Linked DNA regions of Ovis aries: all the other regions are linked to region 2. A link is a contact called in public Hi-C data. All regions are on one chromosome and are shown on one strand. The core of a region is the stretch at or near the end of the contact, and the rest is flanking DNA. Distances in the headings are between cores, read along the strand shown.

Region 1 (4,379 bases), core at 635-3,134, 180 kb after region 2:
AGGTCAAGGAGTGGCGCCTCTTCAACACCCTCTTCCCTGCGGCGCCCCCGCCCCACCTCCTCAACCCCTCCGCCCATCCAGCTCTGGCCTTAGAAAGCAGAAAAGGACCAGACTCGTGTCTTACGGTAGATTGATGGCACCCTCCTCTAAGAAGTTCACCAAACTGCCCCTCGAGGAAAGTGGGAGGCCTTTGGTCGTGACGGTCCTGTTCATTGACTTGGGGTTTGGAAAGGTCTTCGGCATTTGACTGAGCGCATTCAAGACATTGAGGGTTTCCTTCCTCAGCATGGCCTCCTCCCCATCTCCCACTTTGTAGAATGTCTCTGATGCCATTGAGTTTGTTTGGGACCGCAGCCGGCACCATGCAGGACAACCAAGCTGACAGGAAGCAGAGAGAAACTGGAGGCAGCAGACACACCCTTAGTTGCGGTGGGATGGGGGTGCGATGAGCTGACTTCATAATTATCACAGAGTGTAACAATTAGGGGCTACGCTCCCCCCTGACCGGGGGCTGCTGCAGCCCAGGGCCAACGTCAGGAGCGGGCAGAGCCCCAGAATAGTCGACGACACCACTTGGGCTAAGGCTCCGTGGTTACAGCAGCCCTGCTCTTCTCTGAAGATCTCAAAATGCTCACCACCTGTGCCCTTCTGATCTGCCCTGGGAAGGAGAAGGTGGATGGTGAGACAGTGGCGCCTGGGCGTGGAGGGAGGCAGGCAGTACTGGACGGACTGGGTCCCTGGGAGTGGGACACCTTGACGATAGAATTCTGAGACTTCATATCCAGACATCGGAGGCAGCAAACCCCGTGTCCAGCTGTGTGGGCACCGGGAAAGCTGGGATGGCTCATGGGGTTTAGAGCGCCCACACACCCAGGTTTTACTGCTGGAATTCTAAATTGTCTGACCTCCACTTCAAGTGTCTTCAGGTACTGAGTGACCACAGTGGGTGGTGCAGAGGCATACAGAAATCGGCCAGAGGTTGTTTCTGTTCTCAGGGAAACCATGTCACGGGGAGGAAAACATACACATAACTTTGTGGGGTGAGGAACCCGGCAGCTGTTAAAACAGCAATGGCTTTGCACCTGGGTGGGGATTCGTGAGCTCTTCAGTCCAGCTCTGCCCACAGCTTCCTAGGCTGTGAAGCCTTTGACAAATGACTTCACCTCCGAGCCTCATTTTGCTCATCTGTAAAACAGGGATAAACATAGCACCTACCTCACTAGATGGAGAAGGAAACGGCAACCCACTCCAGTATTCTTGCCTGGAGAATCCCATGGACAGAAGAGCCTGGCCGGCTCGCCAGTTCATGGGGTCGCAAGAGTCAGACCCGACTTAGCGACTAAACCACCACCACCACCACCTCACTAGACTGTGCGGAGCCAACCTTGTAAAGTTGTTTCTTCCAGAGGATGAGGTCCAGCCAAGGACATTTAAAATTCGTATGTGTGTGTGTTTTCTATACACTCAGGGGTTTTATCGTTGTATACGTAAAAATTCTTTTGTTTGGAAACTAGAGAAGCAGATACCCTCTCTGTGCTCTCCTGCGTTTTAGCAGCCATCATAATCTCGGTAATTATCTGATTTATTTGATTTGCTCTTTACTGCCTTCTTTCGCTAACAGGTAGGTCCCTGGGCGTAGGGATGGTCGATCCGATAGAACGTCCTGGCCCAGCGTTCAGAACCGAAAGCTGCACCGGGGGGCGTGGCCCAGGAGAAGGCGGAGGCGCACGCGGGCCGCGACCCTCCGAGCCGGGCGCGTCGACCTCTGCGCTGGGAGCCCGGCTTCGCGCAGCCCGAGCTGTCTCCGCCCCGACCGCCCGGCCCGCGCGTCCGCGCCGCGGCCGGCAGGTGGCGCCGCAGGCCGGGTCCTGGCGCCTGGAAGCCGGAAGCGGCGGCGTGGCCGGGGCGGGCTGGCCCTGGGTGCCCGAGCTCCCGAAGGGTCCGCCTTCTCCGCGCGGTCGCTGCCTCCCGCATTCCTCGCCCGTCCAGAAAGGGGCGCCGGGGGCGGGGTGGGGACGACTGGAGAGGGCCCCACGGATGCCCCTAGGACGAGCGGCCCTAGGCCCCCAGGGAACATGGGCGTGCTCCGGGCGGGACTGTGCCCGGGCCTCACCCAGGACATGGTCCAGCTCTTGAAAAGCGGCGGGATCAAGACAGGTGACCGCGGGCGCGCGCCATTGCGAGCCACAGGGCTGGCCCCGGCACACCCGGAGGGGCCCTTCTCCTCCCTCCTGCGCCCCCGGGGAGCCCGGAAACGCGGGCGGGGGCGAGCCACGCCCCTGGGAGGGTAGAACCCCCCACCGTGTGCCCGCCACCGCGCCGGGTCCCACGGTTCCGCCAGTACGCGCGGGCGCGGGAAAGTCGAGTGCGGACGCCCCGGGCCTCCCTCCCTGCCCATCAACCCCACGTGTTTCGTTTTCAGTGGTGGAGCTGGTTTCTGCAGACCTGGAGGAGGTCGCCCAGAAATGTGGCCTGTCTTACAAGGTGAGCTGATCATCTCCACGCTCCACACCTGGGTGTCTCTAAATGCCCATCCCCGAGCAGAGGGGTTCCTAAGGATTGATAACGGCGGCGTTTGAGACCCTGGGCGGCCCCTTCCTTTGACGGGTCGTTGCCTAAGAACTCTTTGGGGCTGCTGCAGCCCGGATCCTGAGCTGCCCCGCCCCTTCCGCAGGCCCTGGTCGCCTTGAGGCGAGTGCTGCTGGCTCAGTTCTCAGCTTTCCCTTTCAATGGCGCTGATCTCTACGAGGAACTGAAAACCACCACGGCCATCCTGTCCACCGGCATTGGAAGGTTTGTGTGTGTACGTGCGGGACAGTCAGAAGCAGGGCGACCTGACTTCCTCTTGCTGGGCTTTCGATGCTGGAGTCTGGAGCCAGCAGGCCCTTTCAGACAGTGCTGAGGATGGTCAGGACTTCTAAGTTCTCTTACCCTGTAAGAACGTTTCTCATAACTCGTAACTTTGGGGGATGCAGAATTATTGGGGTAGGGGGAACCTGTCCTGCGTGTTTAGTAGGTCATTTGGCAGCTTCCCTGGCCTCTGCCTGCTAGATGCCAGTAGCACCTCCCTTCTCCCCTTGTCTGATAGTCAAAAATATCTCCAGCTGTGATCCCTGGGTGGGTTGGGGGCAAAATCTACACTGGTTGAGAACCACTGAAACACAAGATGTCAGTATTTCATTATTATTCAGCAAATCAGAGCAACTCTTCTCTGGCCCTACCTCCCTGTCCACTTAAGGATGGATGGGGCAAGAGAGTGTGGCAGGACTAGGTTAAGTACCAGCCATTGACTTGTAGTAGATTATACAGTGGAACACTGAAGAACTGATGCCTTCAAACTGTGGTGCTTGGAGAAGACTCCTGAAAGTCCCTTGGACAGCAAGGAGATCAAACCAGTCAATCTTAAGGGAAATTAACCCTGAATACTCATTGGAGGGACCGATGCTGAAGCTGAAAGTCCTGTATTTTGGTCATCTGATGCAAACACTTGACTCATTGGAAAAGTCCCTGATTCTGGGAAAGGTTGAGGGCAGAAGGAAAAGAGGGCATCAGAGGATGAGATGCTGGGATGACATCACCAATGGAATGAACATGAACTTGGGCAAACTTCCGGAGACGATGAAGGACAGGAAGGCCTGGCATGCTGCAGTCCATGGGGTCGCAAAGAGTTGGACACAACTGGACAACTGAACAACAGCAAGGTTATACAATAGGTTGTATAATCTCTTCGTGATCCTGTGAGTTGGTGATTATTAACCCCACTTGAGTTTAGCACAAGAGGAACTAGGGGCAGTGGTGGGGCTCCAGCCCTGGGGTACTTGTTCCTGAACTTGGTTCACTCCTTGTACGCTGCAGCAGAAAGGGGTGAGAGTAGTTTCCTTCTGCAGTGTTTGGAGAGAGAAAGAGTTGGAAGAAAACAGGCGGCTTCTGGCCAAGGGAGGCTGACCTCTTCCCTGGCCTGTTTGTGCGGAATTTGATAAAGAACTCTGCCACCACAAAGGTCTTTGGATCGGCTTGGCCCTCGCTGTTTCCAAAACACGCTGTCTTGGCAGGGTTCACACAACCCAGTGCTTGCTTTCCCTGGGTTGAGGGTTCAGGCCTGTCGTTCATCAGGCAGTAGCCAGTGTCAAGCATGGGTACCGGAGATGGGCATGGGTGAGGCCCCTGCATTTAAGGAGCCTGGGGTCCACTGGGTAGAGAAGAGCAGGTGGACACGAGAGAGGTGTGAGCATGTGTGCCAGCAGCTAAGGAGGGGGTGATTAGCAGGAAGCAGGCCTGGCCTTTGGGAGTTTATAAAGCCAGCGTATACAGAGAGAGTGGTCAGGTGGTAAACTGGCAGGATGGCAGCCACCATAGGTCACTGCAGAGGAGATCAGAGA
Region 2 (4,379 bases), core at 1,757-4,256:
TTTTAAATGCTGTTTGATTTCATTTATAAAATATTTTTATGTGTTTGACTTATTCTGATTCAGTCATTTTAGAAACCATGCACGTTTGCTTCTGATTTAAATTTTTAGCTTTCAGTTTAGTAAAAGAAATTGGCTGTTTTACTAAAGCGCATGAGGGCTTTTCGTTTGTGGTTTGTTTGACTTATTTCTCAAGCTAATCTTTTGTGAGCACCATTTATATGCTAGATGCAGTGTACGTTTAGTGTTAGAGGAGGAAAATATGTTGAAGACCTTGCCGTAAAGCCCAGTAAGACAGACAAAGAGAAAAATAAGCAATGGGAATGTTGTATAATTAGTATGATAGTAAAGATGTGCTTAAACTTAGCTTAGGCTGTAGTTTGGTCAGCAAATACTCTCCAATGAAGGACATCCTGACTTCTTTTTTAAGAGGTCAATAGGAGGAGTGCATTAATTGGGGGCTCTTTGGGCAAAGGACGCAGCAAATAGAAAGGCATGGAGATGAATCAGAATGGTAGGTCTGCCTGGAGCAGTGAGGAGCTGCGGGTGTGTGACAAACGATGAAGTTGGAAAGGAGGCAGATGCCAGATAATGAAGGATCTTCTAAACTGTGCTGAAGCTATGTTCTTTCTTATGCTTTATAGGTAAGTTTTAAGAGAACCCCAGGCAAAAGCCAAGTTAAATTGAACAAGTATCGATGAGCACAATGTGAGGGGGATACAGAGATGGCTAAGAATCAGCGCTTTTCTTCAAGAAGTCTACACTGTGCAAACTGAAAGAAAAGAACTTGAATAGTTGTGACTCAGGGGTTTGTGATTCTGGACAAAGGGATTAAAGCCCCAGGGACTACATGTGCAAAATCAGGAAATCTGTAGGGATGGGTGATATGACTTGAATCTAAATTAGAGGAGGCGATAAACAACTAAAAATTTTTAAGTACATATATGCATGTGTATCTATTTATATGATATAATATACTATAAATGAAAATTGAGCTAAGTAAGTAGGATGGTAGCTTCATGGAGGCATAGCCCTGTAGACTTGGTACCCTACCTAACATCCTGACACGTCATGGAACTCAGAAACCTCTCGACGCTTTCCTAACCAAAATCTAGAGAGGCTTCTGGCATTGTACTAAAAATAAGTGGGAAAGGAGGGTTTTCTTTAGAGGAACTTATAGGAGCCCATATTTCTTTTTCATATGAAAATTATGATATGCCTCTAGGCGACTGCTTATCAGCTCTAAAAAAGATAGAAAGTAAAGAAATAGTAGTAACAAGTGTAAATTCATTTTGAGATTTCCCTTAGATATAAGGAATTTATCTTTAGGGATTGTTAAGCAGTAGAAATGGACTGTAGTAGAAATAACAAAATCTTCTACCTGAGTTCATTTTAAAAGTCTCACATGCTGATTTAACTTGATAGCTCCAAGGATTAGGGTTTGCAATATGCATTCTGTCAGGCTTTCTAGGTAGCTCAGTGGTAAAGAATCTGTCTGCCAAGCAGGAGACACGAGTTTGACTCCTGGGTCAGGAAGATCCCCTGAAAAAGGAAATGGCAACCCACTCCAGTATTCTTGCCTGGAAATCCCATGGACAGAGGAGCCCAGCAGGCTATAGTCCATGGGGTCGCAAAAGAGCTGGACGTGACTTAGCGACTGTGCGTGCATGCTAAGTCACTTCAGTCGTGTCCAACTCCATGAGACCCTATGGACTATAGCCCACTAGGCTCCTCTGTCCAAAGGATTCTCCAGGCAAGAATACTGGAGGGGATTGCCATGCCCTCCTCCAGGGGATCTTTCCCGACCCAGGGATGGAACCCCCATCTCTTACATCTCCTGTATTGGCAGGCAGGTTCTTTACCACTAGTGCCACCTGGGAAGCCTGACTTAGTGACTAAACAACAATTGATGTCAGGAGCCTTGTAAGAAGAGCATTTTTGTAGTATTCAGGACACTGCTGAATCAGTGAATCAGCTTCTGGATGAGAGCCAGTCTTGAATGCCAATCCAGAGAGTCATAAATGCATGGCGTTCCTTTCATTTTTATGCCTGAAGCCCTATTCTCTCCTTCCTCCTTACAGCCAGCAAACGACCTGCCGAGCTGTGACCCGGAAAACCTTCATGGGAGGGGAGTTCCCAAAGATCAAGCACATAGTGATGGATGAAACTGAGCATTTCTGCAGTAAATATGGTGACTGGTACATGAAGGCCAAGAGCATCACCCACCCAAAGGTGAGGGGTGCTGGAAGTGAAAACCCACACCATGGGATTCTCTGGCTTTTTCTGGACCCTTTCCAAGTCCATCATGGAGATGGCAACGGCCTTCCGCCTCCATCTGCTCAGTTTCCTCGGAAAACAATCACCAGCGGGATCCACTGTGCTCTGGAAATAGCGATGCTCATGAAAGAAGAAATGAAGAGGATCAAGGAAAACCCTCACCCCAGCGTGTCTCCAGACACACTGGCGGCGTTCAGGGAAGCTTCGTATGAAGAAGCAATGCGTGCCCAGGCTTTGCCTGGGGTGTGTGAGACAGAGACTAACTTGACCACAGAAGAAATTGCGAGACACGTGGCAGAAAGATGTCACCACCTGTTCCAGTGTGGCTATCTGCCCAGAGACATAGCAATTCTGTGCAGGAGAGCAGAGGACAGAGGACGCTATGAGCTTGCACTGCTAAGAGCAATGGAATTATTTGAGACCTGTGGACCCACAAAGGTTGTGTTCAGCCAGGCCTCTGGTGTTCTGGATGGTCACATTGTTTTAGACAGTATTCAGCAGTTTTCAGGCCTGGAGAGGAATATTGTGTTTGGGCTCAGTCCGGAGTATGCCCTGTCAGAGGAAGTTCATAAGCTCTGTTTTGCCTCGAAAGCCATCAAACACCTCTACCTGCTTTATGAAAAGAGGGCAACCTTCTGAAAATTATTTCAAACAGTATAGGAAGGGACAGAGAGCAGAGTCTCCCTGCTCCCCAGCAGGTGGCAGCTTCGCCCTTTCATCTGTCACAAGCGAGGACATCAAGGCTCGGTCAGAATAGCATGGAGCCACAGAACTGCCTCCTGGCACTGGGCCTCCATTTGCGGGGTCACTGGTCTTCCCCACTCCCCTCCACTTCTTCCCTGGGACTTATGATGGGTCCTTTGCCTCTGAGTTTTCTAATCCAATCCAGCTTTCATCTTGTCCAGCCACAGAAAAGTGAAAGTGAAAGTGAAGTCGCTCAGTCGTCTCCGACTCTTTGCGACCCCATAGACTGTAGCCTACGAGACTCCTCCATCCATGGAATTTTCCAGGCAAGAGAACTGGAGTGGGTTGCCGTTTCTTTCTCCAGGGGATCTTCCCAACCCAGGGATCGAAACCGTTTCTCCCGCATTGCAAGCAAATGCTTTTATCACCTGAGCCACCAGGGAAGCCAACAGTCACAGAGGTGCTCCTTACATACAGAACTGATTTTGTGACATCCCTGCTAATGTATCTCCAGGGCGTCCCTGAAGTCTTCAAGCCAAACTAATTTTTAGGGCTTCCCAGGATAACACTCTAACTTACTCGTCGAATGCATCCTTCGTTTTAAGTCCATCTTCCAGTGTTTCTAACCCACCCCCGCCTCACTGGCTTATTTTGGAGGTGGAGTAGGGTGCTCTCCAAGCGTAAGTCCAGGAGAAAGTGTGGATATATGCTTTTGGCTATCATTTCAGATAAAGCCCATCAGCTTTCCAAGAGGCGGGAGAGCAGGTGGGTGGGGCTTAGAAAAGTGCTCTTAGCTGCCTCTCTGAACTGCTTGGGTCACCAAGGCAGCCAGTCTGAACCTGACAGTCGTCAGCTCTCCTTTCCCTGGATTGAACAGAAGCTTCCTCTGCCTCCTGTTGCTCCAACTACCTACTTCTGTTTGCCTTTCCTTGGGGGCTTCAGGGTACTTTTAAGTGGGAGAAAAAAAAATTCCACAATTAGTTAGTTTTCTGTTTTCATTTTTTGGGTTTATTTTTGGCTGCATCGGTTCTTAGTTGCGTCATGCGGAATCCTTCACTGCAGCGCAATGGACTCTCTAGTTGTGGCCCACGGGCTCAGTAGTTGCGGGGCGAAGACTGAGTTGCCCCAAAGAATGTGGGATCTTAGTTCCCAAACCAGAGATCGAACCCACATTTCCTGAAAGGCAGGTTCTTAACTACTGAACCACCAGGGAAGTCCCAGTTAATTCGTTTTTGATGAAGCAAGAGATACGAGTATGTTAACATTTGGAGAACTGAAGGTGTGTGAATGCTCTACAAATAATTTAAAGAGTCAAAAATGCAGGAAGAACTGGGGGATGGAGAGAATGGGGACTGCTAAATTTTAGTCGTAAGCCTCAGCGCCATTTGACTTTCTGGACTTTAAACTATTTGCATACATTG
Region 3 (4,422 bases), core at 828-3,327, 130 kb after region 2:
AAAACCTGGTCATGAAATCACTTTGGTGGGGGAAGATTCAGATGTGCAGATTTTTACCCAGGAAAAACTGGACTCTTGCTGGGGAAAACAAAAGTCTGTCTTCCATAAGAGAAAACTCACAATGGTAGAAGCTAAAATCAGTTTTTTTTAAAAACTGATATAAACCAAAAAAGAAAAACAGATCAATGACTCAAATCTTCACTGTAATTGTTGACAAGAAAAAGGTCAATGAAAGTGATTTCTATATAATGAAAATGGGAAAAAATGCAATAGGTTTAACTGTGCTATATAGAAACCAAGTAAGAAAACTGAGTTTTTGGAGTCTGCACTGAAAGTACTTGCTGGACAAAGGCTCATCAGTGTTTGAGTCATTCAATGGCGTCGAGCAGGGACTTGTTGGTGATCCAATGGTTAAGACTCTGCTCCCAATGCACGGGGCATTTGATCATTGTTGGGGGAACTAAGATCCTGCATACCCCATGGTAAAAAAAAAAATTAAGGAGACAGTCATTATACAGCATGGTTTCCCATCCTGAATCCACATTCTCACAGTCTTCTGCTTACCACCCTGCTCTGCAGAGGCCTGTGGGTGGGTCTGGGTGCCTACAGCTTGGTTTCCTCAAAGACAGGGGCCACATCCCATTCATTCTGGCATCCCTGGTACCTGGTGCAGGGTCTGGTACCCAGCCCACTCACCACCAGTGCGCGGATCTTGATCTTCTCGTTTTTGGTGGTCTTGTAGATCTCTTTGAGCAGTGACACACCATTGGTGATGATGAAGGTGGCGCGGCTGAGCTTGGTGGAGGCGTGGATGAGGGCCTCCACGGCCACCAGCTGGTCCGTCTCACGCTCCGAGCCGCACAGCGCCACCATCATCTCCATCACACCTTTCAGTCCCAGCAGCTGATTGCCCAGGTCAAAGGGGCCCTGCAGGATCCCCGACACCGTCTGGATGGCAATCACGTTCTTGTCCATGTCCTGGGGGTCAAACGTGCCCCTAAAATGGAAGGCCAGTGTGGTCAGGGGAGTGGGAGATTCTGGGGCAGGCAGATTTGGTTGTGCATCCTAGATCCACAACTCATATGCTTTGTGGCCTAAGGCAAGTCACTGAACCTCTCTGAGCCTCAGCTCTTGATCTGGACACTGAGGATAGCACTACTGCTTCTCAGAGTTATGATGAGGATAGATGACAAAACGGATGTGCCAGGCATTGTGTTCCTCAAGAGTCCCACCCAGATGAGGACTGACACTTAGGACATTTGTTAGGGAGAGAGCTCGGGATCAACACCTGTTGGGAAAGGGAAGAAATCAGGACTGGATGGAAGGAGGCGCTGGACTACGATGCAGTCATGACGAAGCCTCAGCTTGCAAAGAGTTCCAGAGCTGAGAAACCATTCAAAGTTGTTCCAGGTTGGAGAGAGGGACGAACCACTGGGTGCTGGCTGCCCTGGGAAGGTGAATAGCTGTCCTTAGCTGAACCAAGTCCCCAAAGAGAGGTGACAGGTGAGAGCTGTCAGCCAAGAGGCTTCCCAGAAGCTGGGATGTCTGGTGGGACAGGACAGCAGAAAGGGCTACCAGGGTGGCTGGCACACCACCTGCCTCTCTGACGCGGCTGAATCATGACGCCGCCTGGCCCAGCCGCTCCCCTGTCTGGTCCTAGACTTTCTCCCGTTGAGTTAGGGGGAGGGGTTGGACTAGAAGAGCTGGAAGGTTCTGTGTTGCTTTCAAAATCCACTATCATCTACTCTACAGGAAGACCTCTGTCTGGGGACACCCGATCCTTCTGAGATCTGCCCAGGTTTGTTCGTTGTGGGGGATCAGGGCAGATGTACACAGTGTAAAAGCAGAGGGGTATAAGTGAAAGGAGAGCATGGCGCAGGAGTCAGAGACCTGGGCTCCGGTCCCACCTCTGCCTCTGGCTGGGCGAGTGGGTGAGTCCTTCTGGGGGAGAGGGGCAGGCTTTGGGAGCTCCGAGAGCCCCTCCAGCCCAGAGTCCATGCCCTGTGCTTCATCTTCCTGCTTGGTGCTGGGGCACCCAGAGCCCTTCCTGGTTGTGGCCTCTGTGCCCCAACTAGCCCTGGTGCTCTCGAGCCTGAGAGCTGCACTACTGAGGAGCCCCACAAGGAGGAGCCCAGGCTTCACAGCTAGAGAGCAGCCCCGCCTGCAGGAACTAGAGAAAGCCCGCACGCAGCACCGAAGACCCGGAGAAGCCATGAACAAATAATTTAAAAAAATAATAAGGAGTTGAGGTCTGCCCTTTAAACCAATGCCAGCTGGCATCTGAACTTCCACCCAGCCCCTGGCTCCTGACAAAGCACCCCCAGGGGGTGGGAGGTGGCAGCCTCAGGCTCCACTTGTTGAAGGTGGTAACCCCCCCCCCCCCCCCGCCCCCCCCGACTCAGTGTCAGGTGACCACAGAGGCAGCATTCACAGGCAAACCGCTATCCAAACTTAACTGGCTGGGAGATAGTTACTGGAACTCAGCTCGGGCCTTCATGAAAGACTCAAGTTAGCTGCAAACACTGAAGCTGAGGTAGAAAAAGACCACTGAGAAGCCCTGAGGAGCGTTAAAAGTGACTCAAAGTCGGGATCAGGAGAAACGATGGGATTGAGCCAACTTTGCTGGGCCCCGGATCCAGGAAGCTGAGAACATTTTTTACATTTTAAAGTAGTTTTGTTTATTTTCTTTTTCATTGTGTTAGAGACCTACATGTTTCATAAAACCTAAACGCACTCTCTGGCCCTTTACAGGAAAAGTGTGTCAACCCCTGGAATAGAGAAAGGAAAGCGGAGTGAAGGGAGAGTTTCCACCCTCCCAAGACTCCCCTAGTGCTTTTAAAACGTGCAGCTTCCTGAGCCACAACCCAGACTACTGAGTCCCAGAAATCTGAACAGTTTCCAAGTTTGAGGATTATTGGAGTAAAGGAAAAGAGAAGCCAGCTACCATAAGCAGAGATCCACATGGGGAGGAACCGTGGCTTCCACCCAAGAGCGAGCACCAATGTGCCAGCCACTTTAATGCAACGTCTTGGAAGGTCTCCCAGCCCCGGTCCAGCCTTCGGATGACAGTAGTCCAGGACAACATGTGGCTAATGTGTAAGCCCCAAAGCCAGAACCCCCCAGCCGAACCTCTGCCAAATTGCTGTCCTATTGTGAGATAATAAATTACGTTTCTTGTTTTACACTGCTAAATCTGACTGATACAGAGCCTGACTGAAATGGAGCAGGACCTATGGTCCTGCCTTTGGTCTGTGGAAAAACTCTAGCCGAACAACAAATTTAATCAGAGAAGTGAGAAAATGCAGTCACAAAGGAAAACAGTCAAATGAAACCAAATAATAATAGTTTAGTCATTAAGCTAAGTCAAGGGTTTAGTTTCTCCTCAAGGGTCACAGATAATATTCTGAGCCATATCCTGTGAGCTGTCTTAAAGATACTGAAACCCTCGCCAGGTGGAAGAGGTCAATTACGTGATGACTGGACTGTGGCCGTGATAAATGCTGCCACGGTTCTGAGAACTGGCCTCAAAGAAACAGGAACAAACTGACCCTAAAGACTAACTGGACTGAGCAAGATGATGCTGGTCAGACCGCTGATGACCAGTTTCCAGGTGACTGCCAGAGCTGACTGTGCCGTTTCTATGTGTAGCACCCCTCCTTCCATCTCTAAAAATTCTTGCCCGCTGACTGTCAGCAGGGTGGTGGTGGGGAGGGAGGGGAGGTCAGCCTTTGGACAGGAGTCCACCCTCCCCTCCACCCCCAGGTTGCCAGCCTCTGAAGTAAAGCAAGCTTTCCTTCCCACCAGCCTTGCCTCTTTATTGGCTTTCGAAAGGCCAACAGCCAGACCCCCACTTGGTTACACGACCCTCCGGGAGACTCACGTGATGTACTCCTCGCAGATCTTGCGGAAGTGGTCGCGCTCGGGGTCACAGCGCAGGTCGTCATAGAGCTTGTTGATGAGGATCGAGGCCAGCATGCGGGTGTTGTCAGTCAGGGGCAGGCAGGACGGCAGATCTGGGACCTGCCCCACCACCTTCAGGATCTTCCTTAGGCCTGCAGGACAGACAGCAGCAGGTATAAGATGCCGGCCAGGCCCTGTCCTCACAAACACCCCTCCTCGCCCAGCTCTCTGCAGCCCGCCTTCTGGCAGCACGCGGCTCATCCAGCGTGAAGGGCATTGGAATGCAGCCTAGAGACCCAGGCTCCACACCCGCCTCTGCCCCTACCTGAGCCATTCGCCTCCCATCAGGGGCCTCATTTTCACATTTACACAGTCAAGACTAGTTGAGCTCAGAGGACTCTACATGGCATCACCGACTCGATGGACAAGAGTTTGAGTAGGCTCCGGGAGGTGGTGATGGACAGGGAGGCCTGGCATGTTGCAGTCCATGGGGTCGTAAACAGTCGGACACGCCTGAGCGAC

The links. A called contact is a pair of places that touch in the nucleus more often than the background predicts.
Region 1: a Hi-C map of liver shows a contact between it and region 2, with 2.2 times the contacts expected there. The contact joins the promoter of RAD51D here to the enhancer-like site in region 2. A contact is called at or near these places in 3 of 16 Hi-C or Micro-C datasets (liver, muscle and tail adipose tissue).
Region 3: a Hi-C map of retroperitoneal adipose tissue shows a contact between it and region 2, with 4 times the contacts expected there. The contact joins two enhancer-like sites. A contact is called at or near these places in 12 of 16 Hi-C or Micro-C datasets (blood, liver, mesenteric adipose tissue and 4 more).

What each region holds. Positions count from the first base shown.
Region 1 is chr11:14,695,000-14,699,378 of ARS-UI_Ramb_v3.0, forward strand. It overlaps RAD51D (RAD51 paralog D), which reads left to right and starts at 1,885. Exons shown (of 9, transcript XM_042255410.2): 1 at 1,885-2,157; 2 at 2,423-2,484; 3 at 2,675-2,793. The coding sequence starts at 2,076. It overlaps FNDC8 (fibronectin type III domain containing 8), which reads right to left and starts at 333. Exons shown (of 4, transcript XM_004012462.5): 1 at 125-333. The coding sequence starts at 333.
Region 2 is chr11:14,512,890-14,517,268 of ARS-UI_Ramb_v3.0, forward strand. LOC101113085 (protein SLFN14) reads left to right here. Exons shown (of 5, transcript XM_042255407.2): 5 at 2,079-4,379. The coding sequence ends at 2,913. Among named protein-coding and RNA genes, the nearest start is that of PEX12, 26 kb to the left of the region's middle. Within about 2 kb of position 3,007, at least 14 of the 54 cell types and tissues checked have an H3K27ac peak or open chromatin away from gene starts, as enhancers often do. A contact at or near this core is called in liver, where this site is marked.
Region 3 is chr11:14,646,359-14,650,780 of ARS-UI_Ramb_v3.0, forward strand. It overlaps UNC45B (unc-45 myosin chaperone B), which reads right to left. Exons shown (of 20, transcript XM_004012459.4): 9 at 3,881-4,052; 10 at 697-997. Among named protein-coding and RNA genes, the nearest start is that of UNC45B, 16 kb to the right of the region's middle. Within about 2 kb of position 2,078, at least 2 of the 54 cell types and tissues checked have an H3K27ac peak or open chromatin away from gene starts, as enhancers often do.